2 separate regions of the Bos taurus genome follow, and region 1 is linked to region 2. Evidence: chromatin contacts called from public Hi-C data. All regions are on one chromosome and are shown on one strand. Each heading gives the region's core, a stretch centred on a gene start, on an enhancer-like site or on the middle of the called end of the contact. The rest is flanking DNA. Distances are from core to core; before and after follow the strand shown.

Region 1 (4,195 bases), core at 829-3,328, 130 kb after region 2:
TCTTTAAGAATTTTCCAGTTTGTTGCAATACACACAGTCAAAGGCTTCAGTGTAGTCAATGAAGCAGATGTTTTCTTGAAATTCTCTTGCTTTCTGTATGACCCAATGAATGTTGGCAATTTGATCTCTGGTTCCTCTGCCTTTTATAAATCCAGCTTGAACATCTGAAAGTTCTTGGTTCACATACTGCTGAAGCCTTAGCTTGAAGGATTTTGAGCATTACTTTGCTAGCAAGTGAAATCAGTGCAATTGTATCTTCACTTAATTATAAAATCCTCCACTCCTTGCTTCTTCCTTGATTGTTGACCTGGATATTGAACTAATTTTATCCTTTCTATTTAAAGAAATTATTATGTGTGAAGTTGCTAGTATTAGACTATTTCACCTATAAGAAAGTCACTTTCGTGTGGTTTATCCTACTAATTAAAAATATAGCAAAGTGGTACATTTGCTTGGCTAAGACCTAAACACGCCATTGGATGAGCAACGTAAAAGTGTTTTTCATGTCTCATTTTGCTGAGGGTTAGTTTCTCAAGAAGAAGCATATCTGCTTGTTTACTTTCATCTTTCTTTTTGCCTTGAGATGCTTTCCCTTAAATGTCTGGTGATCCTTTATTTCCTGTTCAAACTTAACATTGTCACATCAAAAAGGTGAACAGACTCTACACTGTCATTAGTAAAGTCTGTCTTTAGTAAGGGGCTTGCTTTGGGGAAATTTGATAGGGAGTGCTCACTAAGCTGAAATTTCCCAAACATTAGAAAGTGATGTGTAGACTTCTTCGTTTCTCTAGAGTAAAGTCCCCCATCTCCTCTTGGGAGCAGGGTGCATGCATGCTGGTGCTTTGCTCACTGGTGGCAGGGAGGACAGGCTCGCAGGGAGGGTTGAGGCGGGTCCCGTTCCAGGCGCAGGTTTTCATAAAACCCTCTGTTTGCAGAGGGGTGTCTCTTTTCTGCTCTGGATGCCCTGAGTCTCAGTGTCCAGAGGTCCTCCCATGTATGTGGGTTGTGGTTCCCTTCACTTTGTGTGAGCTTCAGGGCACCTGCTGTGAAAGAGACACTGTAATGACGCTGCTTTCCTGGAAGCAAAGGGCAATAAGGGGGATACTTGGTTCTCATCTTTAAGCTGGAAGGTTTCTCCTCTGACAGTAAAACTTGAGAACACGTGCAGTAACTTAACTTTTGGGACAATTCTAACATTTTAAGGCACCAACTTTTTCTGTTTCCTGAAAGTGGTGATAAGAGAAGAGTTGATTATTTAGCTTCGGCTTTGTTTCAAATATATTATGCCAAATCCTGTGTCATATTGTTTACCCTCAGAAAATACAAATCAAATTTTGATATAGGGTTTTCTTGGAAAAAATTACTTAACTACTCTTTAATGCCCTACTTAAGGTGTAACCAAATTTTATTTGAGAAAAAAAATTTATTCTTTTCTCTATATAAATTTTTCCCCAGATAAAGATATTGTACTTTGCAAAACATATAACATATATTATTTGGGAATTCTAAATGTCTTTATTGGTTTTCATGAAACATTTGGTTAAGACAAATGACCTGGCATCACCAACTCTATGGACCTGAGTTTGAGCAAGCTCTGGGAGATGGTGAAGGACAGGGAAGCCTGGGGTGCTGCAGTCCATGGGGTCACAAAGAGTCAGACACGACTGAGCGACTGAACAAGACACCTGAGCATCTGGCTGGGAACAAGGAAGGAACGGGGAATTCTTAAGGAAAACAAGGAGAAGGTGGTGACTCTCACTGTCACCCTTTCCCAGAGGCATAAACTGAGCCTTAGAAAATTTTCAAGTGGAATTGAAATGGGTGCCTGATTTTATATTCTGTAGCTGAACGTTCTTTCTCTTCCATCCTGAATTTCTTGGCCAAGGCTACTTGTGAGCGTCGGCCTCGCCCACTGAGCACACATTCGCGCTTCTTCTCTTTCGTCGGAATGTAGCAGGTAGATTTGAGAGGAGTCTGTGTGGCCAAGTCCCCGCGCTCGGCAAGGGGTGCCCAGGGGCCTCTGTTCTGGGCCGCGTCCCTACCATTCTCACGCCGCCCCCTTGTGGCCGACGTCCAGTCCGTAGCGAAGACTCTAGGACGCTTATCAGCGGCCCCCGCCTCCGGGGAAACACGTTCCTGCGCATGCTGTGTGCTGAGTCGCTGTAGTCCTGTCTGACTCTTTATGACCTTAGGGACCACAGCCCGCCAGGCTCCTCGGTCCATGGGACTCTCCAGGCAAGAAGACTGGAGTGGGTTGCCATGTGAAAAGTGAAGGTGTTAGTTACCAAGTCTGTCCAACTCTTACCCAAATAGGTGCCCACATAGAGGTAAATTATTTGATTAGATTAGTGATACCTGAGAGGTTGAATACCTTTGATGTTATCAGAGTAGTTTTCAAAATGTGTTGAGAGAATTCCAAGGAGCTTCTTAAGGTCTAAATTTTATTTATTTATTTTTAATTTTAATTTTATTTTTTAGCTTTATAATATTGTATTGGTCTAAATTTTATATTTAAATTCCTGTTTAACCATTGTGTTTCCTCCATTCCTGGCATGCTTTTTCATGTTTTAATATTCCTGAAGTCGAGATGTGCATGACAGTTGATGCAGTGAGGTCTCTGGTCACTAGGAAGAAGTATCAACTCATGGGTGGTGACTGTTCAGTTAAAAGGATCTCAGCATCGAGAGCATTCAGGCCGTGATCATTACCTATTCCTCAAAGTTTAGAGGCAAGAGGACCACATATCTTTCTTTTTAGAAGTCAAATTATATCCAGTGGAAGCTCCCACGTGCCGGGATGTGGAAAATTCCAGTTCACAAGTTTATTTTCATCTTCTGCACCAGGGCACCGGCCTCGTGTGCACCCCAGGGAAGCCCCACAGGATCCTGGTCCTCCTCCGGGGCATCGCCTCGCTCCCGGACCTGTGACCCCCACGTGCTGGCCCCTCACGGGACAGGAGAGGGCCGGCTGCCCTGGGCTCCTGGGAGGGTGCTCCTCAGAGGACTTCTTGGAGCTCAGATGCTGGTGGCACCTTTCTCCTTAAACTGTGGTCCAAATTATATTTTGTCTCAGGGTGGTCCTCCTGCCTCCTGCCCATACCCTGGGATCACGTGAACCTGACCCGTTACAGCGATAGCCTCGCTCTTGTGCGCCTTTATGGATGCTGTCCTCCAAACTTCATTCCCGTATTGGAGCCGGTAGAAAATATAACTAAATAGTAGCTCCATTTCTATAGCTACTATCAATTATAGTTTGTGTTTTTTATCTCTATTTGTCATGCCAATGGCCTTTTTTTTCCCCTTTCAGTTTATCCAACTGAAATAACTTCTGCCCAGGGAGCAAAGCACTCAATCTTTTGACAGTTGTTAGGTTAACTTTTGCAACTTTTCCTGATATAAACTGAACTTGCATGGTTTTGCTTCCCACACTTGCTTTCATATAATATCTGGCTAATGTTTCTCTGGTCAATAACACTGTGGTGCTTACTTTTATGTGTCAACTTGAGGCCTAAAAGTGTCCAGAGTAAGGGTTATTTCTGGGCGTGTCTGTGAGGGTGTTTCTGGATGCAGGTAGCACTTGAATCAGTGGAATCAGCCATGCAGACGGCCCTCCCCCCACAGTGGGCATCGTCTCGTCTGTTGAAGGTCTGGACAGAAGCCAAGGCAGAAGGAGGAGGGCGTACCCCTTTGCTTCCTGCCCTCCTGGACTTGGCGGGGGTTGGGGGAGCTCCTTCAACGAGAATGCCCAGGCCAGAGCCGGCAGCATCCTCAGCCAGGGCAGGAGCAAGGGGGTGACAGCCCTGCGCTGAGGAGTAGTTGCTGTCAGCAGCTGGCAGGATTTCTCCCAGATAAGGTTTCAGGCTGCTTTGTCTCCTGTTTTCTGGTTTAAACATTATGCTCTACATACCTCTTATATATAAAAATACTAGACATTCATTGGCTATATCCCATCTCATCTAACCAAAACATATGCTTTATTTAAACCAGTTTCTTAGTTGGGAGGCTTTTAATAACTTTATTTCTTCTTCACTTTCTGTCTTATATATCTTCATACAAATGTGCCTAAACAAATGTGATCATTTACTTTGGGTGGATACAGCAAAGTGGAGTTAATTAGACAAAGACTATGAACTTTCTAATAGTTGAAATTTATATTGTTGCTTTTCTCATCGGACAGATAGTGCCAGTGTATGTGT
Region 2 (4,266 bases), core at 753-3,252:
TGAGGACTCGGACCTCCGGGAGGGAGCGAGAGGAAGGGACGCGGAGATCCGCGCGCGTCCGGCCGGGGTCGCCGCGCGCGTCCCGGGCGTCCCGGGCGCATCCAGCCGGCCGGCGGCCGCCGCGCTCGCGGCCGAGGTTTCCATTCCCGCCGCCGCGCTCCCTGCGGTATTGCGCCGAGAATACCTTTCCCAACCAGATCGCCGGTTTGGAGAAAGTCCAGCTCTTGCCCAGAAAGAGCCAATAAAATGGGAAAGTGCGCAACTGATTGATAATACATTTTACAAGAAGAAAAATTAAAGGAGGTAAACTGCTGAACTCTCACAAATGGGCCTGCCTACAACCTAAAACTTTCTGCAGGACGCGGGCCTGGACGGAGGGCCCGGGGCCGAGGGTCCAGCGCGCCGTCCTCCGGGGGCTCGCCGGGCGGGCGAGGGTGGCGGCGCCGCCGCGGTCCAGCCAGGGGGTGTGTCCGGGGGTCCCAGCGCTAACTCAGACCCTGCCCTCCCCGCCGCGCCCCGGCCCGGCCTGGGGCGAAGCGACCTCGCCCCCGGGAGTGGTCCCCAGCCTCGCCGGCAGATCCCCCAAAACACACAGACTCTCGTTGACTTATTAAATGTGAGGCAATCAGGCAGCTCCTTTTTTAATAGCCCGAGATCTACATTTAGACAAAAACAGATCCGAGTTCCTGGTAAAGGCGTTTCTTCTCATCCTGTCATAAGTGACAGGAACGGAGGGAAATAGACTGGAGGAGAGAAGGGGTGGGGGGAGGTGAAGGGGAGGGACAAGGAGGGGAGGGAGATGGGAGAGGGGGGCCGCCGGGGTGGGGGTGCAGGGTGGGCAGTGGGGGAGGGAAATGCAGGAGACGGGAGAAAGGGGGATCGGGTGCGTGGGGAGAGGGGGTGTAGGAGGGGGTCGGGGAGGGAGTGGAGGGGAGGAGACGGGGAGTGTGGGGAGACGGGGCGGGGAGACGGGGAGAAGGAGGGGGAGACGCGGAGGGGCGATGGGGGGGCAGACGGGGTGGGGAGACGGGGAAGAGATGGGGGTGGTGAAGGGGGTGTCTGACGAAGATCCGCGCGGGGATACGAACACTCCGGCGGCTTCTAATTAAAGACCGGAGCCGGGCCCTCGGGGACCCGCCTGACGTCGGCAGCCGCGGGGATAAGAGGCGCCCAGAGGTCCGAGGCCGGACTCCGCCAGCCCGCACCCCAAGCCACTGCGAGTTCCGCGCCCGCAGCTCCGAGGCGCCGCGTCCCTTCCCCGCGCGTCCAGTGCGCCCCGCGGCCGGGCGCCGCCGGGCATGGAGTAGGGAGCCGGGCGCCAGCTCCGGGGCGCGGGGACGGACGCCGGAGGACGCGCACGGCTGCGGGGCGCGGGGACGGGCGACCCGGCCGGGTTCCTGCGCACAGGTGGCTCCGCGGCTGGCGCCGGGCAGGTACGAGCCGGGCTCCCTCCCCGGGGCCAGGGGTTTTCCAGAACCGGGCCCAGCGGGCGTCTGGGGAGAGGGTCTCGTCGCCGGGGCTTTTCGGCGGAGATCGGGGACACCGGGAAGAGGGGCGACCGCCACACAAAGGCGCTGCTGGAAACTTGAGCCCGGCCGCCGGGCGGGGCGCCCACACCCCCGGCTTGCCGGGGTGCGCGGCGGTTCCCTGAGGCAGACGCCTGGGCCCGAGCCCCCGAGCCCCCGCTGCCCCCGCTCGGCGCCCGTGGGGGAAAGAAAGTTGCGGCGCTGCGCCGCGCTGCGGGGCTCCGGCCAATGTGCCATCTCCAGGAAAGTTCGGGGCCGCGGCGGGGCCGAGGCGCGTGCCGCCCTGCGCGGAGGGCGCGCGGCACCCAAGGCGCGCTCTCCACGTCGCCGCGAGGGGCCTCGGGGAGGGGGCGTCCGCGTGGGGACCCCGCCCAGCCTCCCGCCCGGCCCCGCGGCGGCCTTCCCGGTCCGGACGGCGCGGGGCGCCCCTCCACCGGCTTGGCGACTCCGGGGCGCGGGGGCCGGGGCGCGCGGTCCGAGGGGAGTGGCCTCGCCGCCCTCCCTACCGACCGGCTCTCCAGGTCTCCGCGCACCCTGTCCCTCCAGCGAGCCGAGCTCCGGGAGCGCACCGACCCCACCCGGCCCGGCCGAGCGCAGAATGCACGGACCCGGGCGCCCCCTCCTGCTGGGGCTGCTGCTTGTGCTGGGGGCGGCGGGGCCCGGCAGGGGCGGCGCGGAGCCCCGGGAGGCCGCGGACCGACAGACGCTGCTGCGGCTCATCGTGGAGATCGTCCAGGAGCTCAGGAAGTACCACTCGGGGGAGTCCAAGAGGCTGCAGCTCTCGGGCCGGCAGGACTACACCCTGGACCGCAGGGAGGTCGCGGACTACGCTTACCCAGAGGAGCAGAGAGTGGGTGAGTCCCCGCCCGCCCGCTGTGGAGGCGAGCGCCGCCTGCAAAGGCCTCCAGCTTGTGGGGCTGGCCGAGCCCCCGGGTCTGCCTGTCTGGTATCAGGGGACGCTAGAAGAACCAGGACTTGCTTGGAGATAGAACTCTGAGAACGCATACGTAGTTTTAAAATATAAATGCATTTCTACTGTTTTTTTTTTTTTTTTTTTAAAGCTGGGAAATATTTTTATTTAAAAAAGGAGATAGGAATTCCATGAATGATGCCTGGCAGATAACATAACTACCCCTCATCCACATCTAAGACGTGTGAGTTGTTACCCGGGTCGGTAATTTCAGCATGGAACTGTCATCTGTTATTTTGGAAATGGAAATATTTTCAGCAAAGCAGTTTCAACTGAGACAGAAATGTTTCAGAACCCCCCACCCCCATCCCCACGGCAGAGCCTTCCCAGAGTGGCTGCCCTCTGGGAAATTTCCAAGGAAAGCATGCAAGCTTTTAATGCTTTCATGACACAATCAGGTCAAATATGATAAGGTCAATTTTATATAGACGGACTAAACTTAGTTGTAAACGAAGACTGACATTTAGGAGATGTCTAAACCTTGCAAGCAAGATTCTTACGGAAATTTTCCCTCTTTGAATGAGAATTGGTGGTAGTGTGACCACATGCCATCACATTACTAGTGCAGATCAGGTGAGGAAAAGTGAATCCAGATGACTGTTAAAAAGAGCAAAAGCAAAGCTGAAAGCAGAAAGGATGTCAGCCAGGCTAGTCACCAACACCAGCTGGGACTGTGCAGACACAGCTTTCCCTGGGAACTGTACTTTAGCTCATCTGCCCGGTTACGTCTGTTTGCATGCATTCATACCAACCTTCACAACAGGTGGTATTGACAGACCCTCACCCTTTTTCTAAGTGAATACCTAGAAGAATACGCCTATGGCAGATTTTTTTGTTTGTTTGAAGGATGATATCAGGTTTTCCTCTTAGAACTTTGAGAGACGGTTGAATTTGATTTTCTAGGTCTTCAAGATCAAAGTGTCTAGAGTGATTTATTCACTGGAAGATAACTGTCACACACACACACACACACACACTTCATGGTCCCTGCCTCTCTCCTGATGGTGGAGATCGGTGTTAGTAGCAGATCTTGGAGTGTTGTGAACCTGATTTGAGGACAATGTGCCCACTCACCCGTCCTCATATCGCCGTGTATGGCAATCAAGGGGCTGCTATGATTGCTGTTTATAGCCGAATATCCTGTAATTTTAAAACACCCACTTCAGATCACATGAGAAAATGCTTCTTTTGGTCAAGTTAATAATTTACTTCTTTTCCCTTAAACAGAAATTGTCCCTCGAGATCTAAGGATGAAAGACAAGTTTCTAAAACATCTTACAGGTAAGCTTGCCCCTCGTTCCTTCGCCTCTCCCCAGATACTGGCCTCCCAGGAGCTCTTACTATCTGTTTCTCCTTGCACGCTCCAGGCCCTCTGTATTTCAGCCCAAAGTGCAGCAAACACTTCCACAGACTTTACCACAACACCCGAGACTGCACCATCCCCGCATGTAAGTGACCACGTCTGAATCGCTGCGTAGAGTAGACGTGAGTATGGGCCTCCCCCTGGGTGAACAGCGCCTGCCTTGTGTCACCCAGACTTGCTAGTATTTACTCCCTGTTGACTCTGCAGTCAGGGGCTGGGCTGAGCAGACCATTGAGGAAGATAACGACATGCAGCAGCTAGTGCCAAACAGAACACAGTTTACATTTGCTGGAATTAATCAACTCTTGGAATGGGCTGGACTCCTCCGTGCATTTCTCGAATTCTGGCCTCATGCCTGTCCTTGTATCCACTCGACTCTGACAGTGGAGCAGACGCTTAAAATGAGT

The links. A called contact is a pair of places that touch in the nucleus more often than the background predicts.
Region 1: a Hi-C map of liver shows a contact between it and region 2, with 2.6 times the contacts expected there. The contact joins the enhancer-like site here to the promoter of ALKAL2 in region 2. A contact is called at or near these places in 2 of 11 Hi-C or Micro-C datasets (liver and skin fibroblasts).

The regions. Positions count from the first base shown.
Region 1 is chr8:112,863,098-112,867,292 of ARS-UCD2.0, forward strand. No RefSeq gene overlaps it. Among named protein-coding and RNA genes, the nearest start is that of FAM110C, 53 kb to the right of the region's middle. Within about 2 kb of position 2,079, at least 9 of the 102 cell types and tissues checked have an H3K27ac peak or open chromatin away from gene starts, as enhancers often do. A contact at or near this core is called in liver, where this site is marked.
Region 2 is chr8:112,738,089-112,742,354 of ARS-UCD2.0, forward strand. It overlaps ALKAL2 (ALK and LTK ligand 2), which reads left to right and starts at 2,003. Exons shown (of 5, transcript XM_024996377.2): 1 at 2,003-2,380; 2 at 3,724-3,777; 3 at 3,864-3,944. The coding sequence starts at 2,125.